Regions from separate parts of the Mus musculus genome. Here regions 1 and 2 are each linked to region 3. The links are chromatin contacts, called in public HiChIP or PLAC-seq and promoter capture Hi-C maps. All regions are on one chromosome and are shown on one strand. The core of a region is the stretch at or near the end of the contact, and the rest is flanking DNA. Distances in the headings are between cores, read along the strand shown. Region 1 holds the start of Chid1 (chitinase domain containing 1). Region 2 holds the start of Ctsd (cathepsin D). Region 3 holds the start of Cttn (cortactin).

Region 1 (3,033 bases), core at 465-2,964, 2.9 Mb after region 3:
GTGTGACTAAAAGGTGGCTAAACACTTGAAATCAGTTTGGGGCTGGAAACATAGTTCATTGGTAGAGTGTTGGCCAAGTAGGTGTTTAGTCCTGAGTTCACTCCTAATACCGTGGAGGGGAGAGAAGCCAGTGTTCACCTACACACACATACCAGAGATCTGGGGCACCCTTTGTCAGGCTGTGCAGGTGAGGGCAGGGCAGACTTTGTGGGTACAGCTCAACAGGCTCCTGAGCATCTGTCTAATGGAACCCTGAAAGGGGCTGGTCTTGAGTTCTGTTTTTCTCTCCTTTCTGTTCTTAAGAGTCTGCAACACAGACTGGGAGTGGAATCCTTAGTGGACTTTGCCAAGTCTTTAGCTCAAAGACCTCTTACATCAGTCAGATCCAAATGCCTTCGCTGGTTTAAAAGAATGATGGTCTCTTTAGTATTGCTTGGACTGAACAATTCTCAGGACATCCACCTCTCCAGAGTTCTGCCCACTTGGAATCACTGTTCTGGGCATTTGTTCCTAGTAGGGTGCTGAGCTGGATGCCAGGAAAGCAGATGGTGATGCACAGCATGCCTTAGCATACACACCCAGCCCCGCCCCTGTAGAAAGGCTTGGGGGACAGCTGGCAGAAAATATGGGGAAGAGAAAGGAGGAAACGTGATTCGGAAGGAAGAACACGAAGCTCAGCTCAGTGAGAAACCTCTGCAGCAGCAGGAATGGGGAAACAGCCGCACTGCAAATCCTGGAACAGACCATAGTGGAGTGGGCCAGAGGGTTTAACTGGGTGTGGACAGGCCAAATGTGGTTTCTGCAGGAAACTGCTGGGAACAGCAAGGGATGGGGGTGGGGACTAGTCAGCTTGATGAAAAATAAAAATGCTGGTCACGTGTGCTTTCAACCCACTCGAAGAAGTGTCTGGGCTCCTCTTGCTAAAGCTGAGATGGGGGTGGGGAGCGTGGTGTCTGCCTCTGTGGGTTCTAGCTCCTACAATTTGCAAGACCAAAAACGAGGACCAAGACAGCTCTGGGATTTAGGCAGATAGAATGTTCGCTGTGCTAGGCCATCTGGAGAAGGATGTTATATTGCCTGGAGCAGTGTCTCTACTGGAGACAGTGTAGTGGGCACTGCAAACCTATAGATAGTGACAGAAATGTGGCAACTGGGATAATGTGGAGGTTCAAAGACTTGGCGCACAGTCTGTCCTGACACATCTGGGAGACTACGGAACTGACTATGCGCATAGTGACCCACGTCCCCCATACTTGACAGGGATGGGTTCCCAAGACCCTAAAGGCCTTGGTGGTCACATAAGTGGACGTAATGTAGACTTCAGCACAGTGCTGAGGCAGCCAGCCATCAATCCCGGAGAGGGGATGTTCAACATCACCACCAACTTCTCTGGGAGGATTTCGGGATCTGACCCCACTATTCTGCTGTACGACAGGCCCTTGATCAATAGAGGGACTGGCTGCAGGAGCGGAAACAGCACCTACGGCTACGAAGTACACGTTCCGCACACTCAGCTCTGTCTTCATCCAACTGACGGTCCCGATCCACTCTCAGCCCTTCTCCAGCTCGCCGGTCGCTACGAGGCTCCACCTCTAACTCCGCCCTCCAGCCATCTCGGTCCCGCCCCATCCCAGCGTGCCGTGCGCAAGGCATCTAGGAAGCTGGCGTGGCGCAGCGGGAGCTTGTGGAGGCCAGTGGGCGGGACTTCCGGTTGATTAAATCGTCTTCCGGCCGTGCTTGATGGGTCTGGCCGGTCTCCTGACATGAAGGTGAGCCCGGCTGTGGCGGCAATGGGACTGCTTCATCTTCCGCGTCACAATGCGGGAACGTCGGGCAGCGAGGCTCTCCCCGGACAGAACGGGCAGAGTGTGAGCGGGAAGGAGAGGGCACGGATGAGAGCAATATGGGAGCTATGAATGTGAGGGCGAGGAAGTGAGTGAGGATGAGAGGGTTTGAGGGGGAGAGCGATCGTGTCAGTGTGAGAAGAAACAGATGTGAGGGTGAGTGGGAGCTCGTGCGGAATAAGCAGATGTGAGGGTGAGCTGGTGGAAGAAACAGATGTGAGGGTGAGTAGGTGTCAGAAAGCAGGTGTGTCAGCCTGAGAGTAAGGGCGTATGTGAGAGAGCGAGCGGGTGTGAGGGCCCGAATGGGTGAGGGGAGATGTGAGAACATGGACTTTATTAGGGGTGAGAAAGCGAGTGGGGATGAGTATGAGCAAGGGTGAGAGAGTGTTAGGGTGAGAGCAGGTATGGGAGAGAGTGTGACATTGTTCTTTAGTAGAAGTGTGAGCGCCAAGTGTGTGACTGTGAGGAAGCTTTCGAGCCAACAGTAATCTGAGAATATGAGCGAGCACAGGCCGTTGCATAAAATCAAGAGAGCCCGTAGCGATGGCTTTAATCCTAGCACCCGGGAGGCAAAGGCTGGCAGATGGATCTCTGTGAGTCCGAGGCCACCCTGGTCTATAGAGTGAGTTTCAGGTCAGCCAGGGCCACATAGCAAGACCCTGTCTCCAAAAAAGAGTTTGGGGGTGGGGCAAAAGAAGCCGCAGGAAGCACGTGTGAACAGCACAGTAGTGAATGTGTTAAGTTTATGTATGTGCCAGTGTAGCTGGATATGAAGAAACATGGGTGAGTGGTGTATAAAGGAGTATAAACATGAACCAGGATGTAAGATAACGAAGTCAGAGATTTCAGATATGTGAGTTAGTGTGCATAGCTTGTGGAGCCACAAATGAACGAACGATGACATGAGTGTGCAAACGAGTTAGCAAGGCCAGAGTGGCTGTCGGGCATAGAGAATGAGCTCTATGTGGAGGGCCCAGCCTCAGGTAGGAGGGTATACAGCAAGTTGTATGGGTTCCTTCAAGTTTGCTAGGTACATGAGGCCTTACCCTCAGCGCAGCCTCAAATCTTGAACACTCTGTGATGGAAAATTTCCAAAGAACTTTCCACAGATCTCTAGACTGGAGCCCAGGGAGGCCCAGAGACAGTGTGCTGGTGACAGAACTATAACTTGAGCCATCTTATCACAGTC
Region 2 (2,700 bases), core at 83-2,582, 2.1 Mb after region 3:
GGGCTGGGAGAGCCAGCATGGTGCCCCAGAGGACCTTTCCCATTGCCCACCCATGGTCCAGCAATCATCTCTAGATAGCAACTCTAGGAAGCAAATGGCAACTCCAGGGCCAGACCCTGTCTCTTGGGCTACCAAAGAATAGTCTTAGATTCAAAGGAGTAGAGGGTCAGATTCCAAGATCTTAGGGCAGCTCTCGCCCTCACACCCAAGCTTTAAGCAATGTGTGGAGTGCTGACTGTGGAGGCAGGATCCAGGCTGTGGTGACCCACGTGTAGCTATTAACACTGACCCTGAGTGGAGAGCCTTGGCAGAGGTCAAGTGCCCAACTTGATGTAACTTGATGGGAATTGTAGCTTTGAACCTGGGGAACCAGAACAGCTCATGTGTCCATGTGTAGAGTGGACTTAGAGGCATCCACCTCCTCAATACAGGTAGAACATGTCCAAAAGCGCTCCCGGGATCAGACCCTGGCAAGGCTCCTCTGCGTTCCTGTCCTTGTATGGACACCACCTCTCAGAGAGGACATTCCCCTTAAATGCCTTTCTGGGCTCAGCTCTCCATGATGGAGAGCTGGACTCTGCCTCTCTCAAACAGCACCCAATTCATTTGCTGACACCAAGCAGGGCATTAAAGAGTGAAGTAGTTAAGACCCAAGTGGCGATTGCAACCCTGGTCTCATCTCACTGTACACCCTACCCCTTGTATCAATAGATGCATAGTCCAGGACTAGGCCTGCAATCAACATTGCTACATTATGGAATGTGCATGTTAGGTGTTCCAGCTTAAATAAAAAGGGTGTTGCTCTGGGGAGATGAGTAGGTAGTGGAGCTTTGAAGAGGGTGAAGTTTGCTGGTCCAAGAGTCCAGAGAGGCTCCAGGGAAATTCTCAAGGAGGAACAGAGCTGAAAGAGAAAAGGCTTAGGTTTAAGCTGGCATCCAGGAGAGGGTCAGGGCCCAATCAGACAAAGACCACATCCTGGTAGTGGGCACCCCAATTATGCAAAAAAGACAGATTAAGGGAGGGGCGGAGCTGAGGGCAGGATCCGCCCCTCTGGATGCTTCCGGGCCTGCCTGGTCTTCCTTCCCCCACGTGACCTGTATCCAGTCATTCTCCGGTCCCAGGAAAGTGGGCGGGCGCGTTCCCGAGAGCCGTGCGTAGGCCTGGAGTAGGGCACGCCTGCGCCCGGGCAGTGTTGGAGGCGGGTTCGGGTCGCCCCGCCCCTCGCCCGCGTCTCACGTGACCCGTTGAGGGCCAAACAAGCGGGTCAGCTGACTCCGCGGGACTGCGGCGTCATCCTGCCTATAAGCCGGCGACCTCTGGCTTTAAGCTTTGCTCTCTTCGGGCCGCCGCGACCATGAAGACTCCCGGCGTCTTGCTGCTCATTCTCGGCCTCCTGGCTTCGTCCTCCTTCGCGATTATCAGGTGAGGACCCGCTCTGGGTCCGGAGATGCGGGGCTCGTCACCTGGAGTGCCGCGTGCTCCGGCCGTGCTGGAATGCACCTGTGCACCCAGCGCAGCCTTCCTCAGGGTCCCACAGACTATGGGGCGAGACACTCAAAAGGCAGGGGTCTCCTGGGCCCCTCTCCACTCCTATGACTCCTATGGTCGAACAGGAGGGTACAGTAGGGTGGCCACAAGTGGGTCTGACTCCAACCTCGCCTCTGTGTGTGTGTGTGTGTGTGTGTGTGTGTGTGTGTGTGTGTGTGTAGCGGGGCGGCCGCTTCTGAGGAGAAGTGCTGCCCCATGGATAGGATTCTGTTGAACCCAGCTGTGGAAGTTGGAAAACCTAGTAGGCCCTTGCCCCCCTGAACTTCCTCAGGCCTTTCCTTTTAAGGGACCCTGTTTGACAGCTGTGCACTGGTGCATAGCCCTAGAAGTTTACTCAAAGATGATCCCCCCTGTCCTGGGTGGTGAATCTCTCCTCCTCCCTCCTGAGTTGCACAAGTCCCAGAGAGAGAAGGTATGGAGTGGCCCAGTTCAAATACCTTGGAGCTGAGGTCTACCCCACTGGGGACCAGGCCCTTCTCAGGCCCGTGGACTTGGCCTTTGTGCTAGATGAGGTCTTGGTGGTAGCCCGTGTGTTTTCCCACTCTGTGAGTCCCTGGTCGTGGCAGGTGGCTGAGGCCGTAGGCTGCGGGAGTAGAGCTGGCTCTGCCGGCTGGGCACCAGGGTTGGGTGGGAAGGAGCCCAGTCTGTAGGCTGCAAGCTGTGGGTGGGTAGCCTCAGTGGAGCCATTGTAGGGAGTGGCCTAGGCTTGATCCTGCCCTGGGCTTGCCTGCCCTGCCCTCAGGCTTCTCTTCTCTGGGAAGAGGTGTTGTGGACTCCAGGATCCCTGAGACTAGGCACCAGAAACAAAGCCACACTCTTAGGCTTGTTGGCATGTTTCCTGACCTTTGCAGGGTGTGTGCCTCCCCTAAGCCCCAGGCCAGAAGCCTGCCTCTTCCAGCCCACTACTCTTAGGCAAGACTCCTATGTCTCTCAGAGCATGCACTGTGCATGCCAGGAAAGGTCAGCTGTGACCTTGGCTACAAATCCCTGGGCAGAGAAGTTTCAACAAGTGATTACAGATCAGCTCTCCTTGGGAACAGGAGCAAACTGGGGGTGGGGGGTGGGGTGGTGGTGGAGAGGTGACCTGGAGGGCAGGGCAGGGACCCCTCTCCCTCTGCTATCTAATGGTGGCGTCCCCTATTTAGTTGTCTG
Region 3 (2,700 bases), core at 69-2,568:
GGGGCCTGCTGACCAGCCAGCTTAGCCTAGTGGATGAACTGCAGGCCAGAGAGATCCTGTCTCAAGCAGTGAGTGGCCTTCCTGAGGAAGATGCCAGAATGTGTCCTTGGACCTCTGTATGTGTGCTCATGCAGTTGAATGCACACTTACATGTGAATTGTGCACACACACATGGGAACATTCTCCTCTGACACCTGACATCTCTTTTTCCTTCCTGATCTATTCATAAATTTTGACAGTTTAGCCTTTTGTTTTCTGCCTTGTGGTGCTAAGGTTGGTACCAGGGCCCTGTACATACTAGACAGGCACTCTACCACTGAATTACATCCCTAACCTCCCTCTTTCATCTCCTTTCTCCTCCTCCTCCTTCTGGAGAGGGGGGCAGGAGAGACAGAATCCCTCACTTGGCTGATCAGGACCAGACTGGCCTCTAAGTGATCCACTTGGCCGCTGCCTTATTAGCTAGCTTTGTTATACAGTCCAGGACACCTGTCTAGGGATGGACCACAGTGGGTTGGCCCTCCTGTATCAAGACAATCATGCCCACAGAATAACCTAAATAAGACAAGTACACATTTGAGATTTTTTTAAAAAAAAATGTGATTCTAGGCTGTTTCAAGTTGACAGTTAATGTCAACTAGGACAGATAGATGAGTGGATGGATAGATAAGTAGATGGATGGTTGACACATGGGTGTATAGGTGACATGTTGGTTAGTTTTTGTCAACTTGACACTAGAGTAATCTTGGAAGAGGAAACCTCAGTTGATGAATTGCCATCAGACTGGCCTGTAGGCTAGTCTGTGGGGGCATTTTCTTGGTTACTGATTGATTCAGAAGGGCCCAACCCACCGTTGTGGGTTGCCACCCTTACACTGGTAGACCTGGGATGTGAAAGAAAGGCTGAGCAAGCCAGTATGCAGCACTCCTTCATAGTCTCTGTTTCAGTTCCTGCCCTGCCTGAGTTCCTGTTCTAACTTCCTTCCCTCAGTGATGGACTATAATTTATGAGCCAAATAAGCAGTTTTCTCCCCAAGCTGTATTTGATCAGTTCTTTTTGTTTTGTTTTGTTTTGTTTGTTTTTCGAGACAGGGTTCAGTTTTTTGATCACAATAGGAAGCAGATAGATGGAAGAATGGATGAACAGATGTATGGCTAGATGAGTGGGTGTATGGGTAGATGGGCAGAAGGACAGATTGGTGGATTGGTGGGTAGAAGATTGACAGGGGAGTGAATGATGCTGTGTAGATCCATGCGTGGGTAGAGAGTTGCAGGGTGGATACATGGTTGGAAGCTGGGTTGAGGGTGAATGTGTGTTGGACAGGGCTTGACGGGTGTTTCTAAATCGGATCTCCGCAGCTGACTGGCGGCCGAGCTGCCTATGAGTCCTGGAACTGTGTATCCTGCTTTCTTGATCAGCTAACAGGAATACGGGGCGGGGACGGCCTGGAATAGGGCGGGATCTTGCGTGGCCCCGGATGCGGCCCCGCCTCCGCGGAACCGGAAGTGAGCGGGCACAGGGAGCGGCGGGGCGCGGCGGGAGCCTGGTGGACCCTGCTGGTGCGGTGAGCGGGGGATGGGCGTCCTAGAGAGCTGCTGGGGGACAGGAAGGGTGTGGGATGATGAGTTGTCAGGGTGCCGGGCCTGGACGGGAGGTTGGGGTACAGGGTCTGGACTGGGCCCAGGTGATCCGAGTGCGGGGCAGGGTCGGGGCCCAGGGGTGCAGGGCCAGGATCTGTTGGTCGAGGCCTCGGAGTGTAGGGCTGGGACCCCTGAGTCAGGATTCCAGGCCAAAACCCGGTGTTCGCGGTGTGGGGCCGGGATTGTGACTTGGGGTGTGTGGCTGGGGTCGGGCGTCGGGACCCGGGCTGCAGGGCTAGGATCGGGGGTTGGAGTGCAGTGCTAGGAGGGGGAACCGGGGTGCAGAGTCAAGGCCAAGGGTTCGCGGTGTGGGTCCGAAATCGGGGGGTTGGGGTTGTGGTGTGGCGCTGGGATTCGGGATTCGGGGTGTAGGGCCAGGATTGGAGGCTCAAAGTCCCGGGTCGCAGGGTCTGGATGGGGACGTCGGAGCCCCGGGTATTGGGCAAGGATCGGAGGTTTCGGACACCAATGCTGAGCCGTTCATCCCGTCATTTGTGGAGTAGCTAGGGGTGCACAGCCGGTCTGGCTCTGAGGGGGCGGGCCCTAGGACACAGGCCCTAGGAATTTTGGACATAAAGAAAGGGGTGGGGTTTCAGAGCAGGAACCCAGGATGAAGTGCTAAGTCGGTTTGGGGTGTTCTAGGTCAGAGTGCATAATTATGGGTCTGTGGTAGTCAGAGTACCAGAACCTGGGAAAAGAATGTAGACCTGAGGCCTGGGAGATGCTGGTGGGGGTAAGGGGACTTTGCTTCTAGAATCTAGTGGAATGATGAGGGCCTGGGGGAAGCTGGTGGGCCTGGGGAGCCTGGGGTTCCAGAACCCAGTGGAATTATGAGGGTCCAAGGACCTGTAGGAAGTTGGTAAGGCTGAGCAGCCGGGTTCCAGCATTGGTCTCTAGTCCTCAGGACTGGGCTGAGAGGCCAACATCTGAGGAAAGGCCTGGGCACCTGAGGGAAATTTGCAATGGGGTCAATGGAAATCCAAGCGCCTAGCTTGCTTCCTGGAGCTAAGGAGCCTGGAATCCAGCCGCCCCTCCTCCTGGGTGTGTGCCCAGTCACTGC

What was found. Promoter capture Hi-C pulls out the DNA fragments that hold promoters and counts their contacts. HiChIP or PLAC-seq counts read pairs in DNA pulled down with a chosen protein or histone mark.
Region 1: a contact with region 3 is called in a promoter capture Hi-C map of liver, with 3 times the contacts expected there. The contact joins the promoter of Chid1 here to the promoter of Cttn in region 3. A contact is called at or near these places in 2 of 39 promoter capture datasets (hippocampal neurons and liver).
Region 2: a contact with region 3 is called in an H3K27ac HiChIP or PLAC-seq map of embryonic stem cells, with 4 times the contacts expected there. The contact joins the promoter of Ctsd here to the promoter of Cttn in region 3. A contact is called at or near these places in 1 of 39 promoter capture datasets (pre-B cells) and 2 of 115 datasets of contacts at active chromatin or transcription factors (embryonic stem cells and large pre-B cells).

What each region holds. Positions count from the first base shown.
Region 1 is chr7:141,538,509-141,541,541 of GRCm38.p6, reverse strand. It overlaps Chid1 (chitinase domain containing 1), which reads left to right and starts at 1,714. Exons shown (of 13, transcript NM_001142681.2): 1 at 1,714-1,769.
Region 2 is chr7:142,386,459-142,389,158 of GRCm38.p6, reverse strand. Ctsd (cathepsin D) reads left to right here and starts at 1,332. Exons shown (of 9, transcript NM_009983.3): 1 at 1,332-1,422. The coding sequence starts at 1,355.
Region 3 is chr7:144,469,553-144,472,252 of GRCm38.p6, reverse strand. Cttn (cortactin) reads left to right here and starts at 1,318. Exons shown (of 18, transcript NM_007803.5): 1 at 1,318-1,564.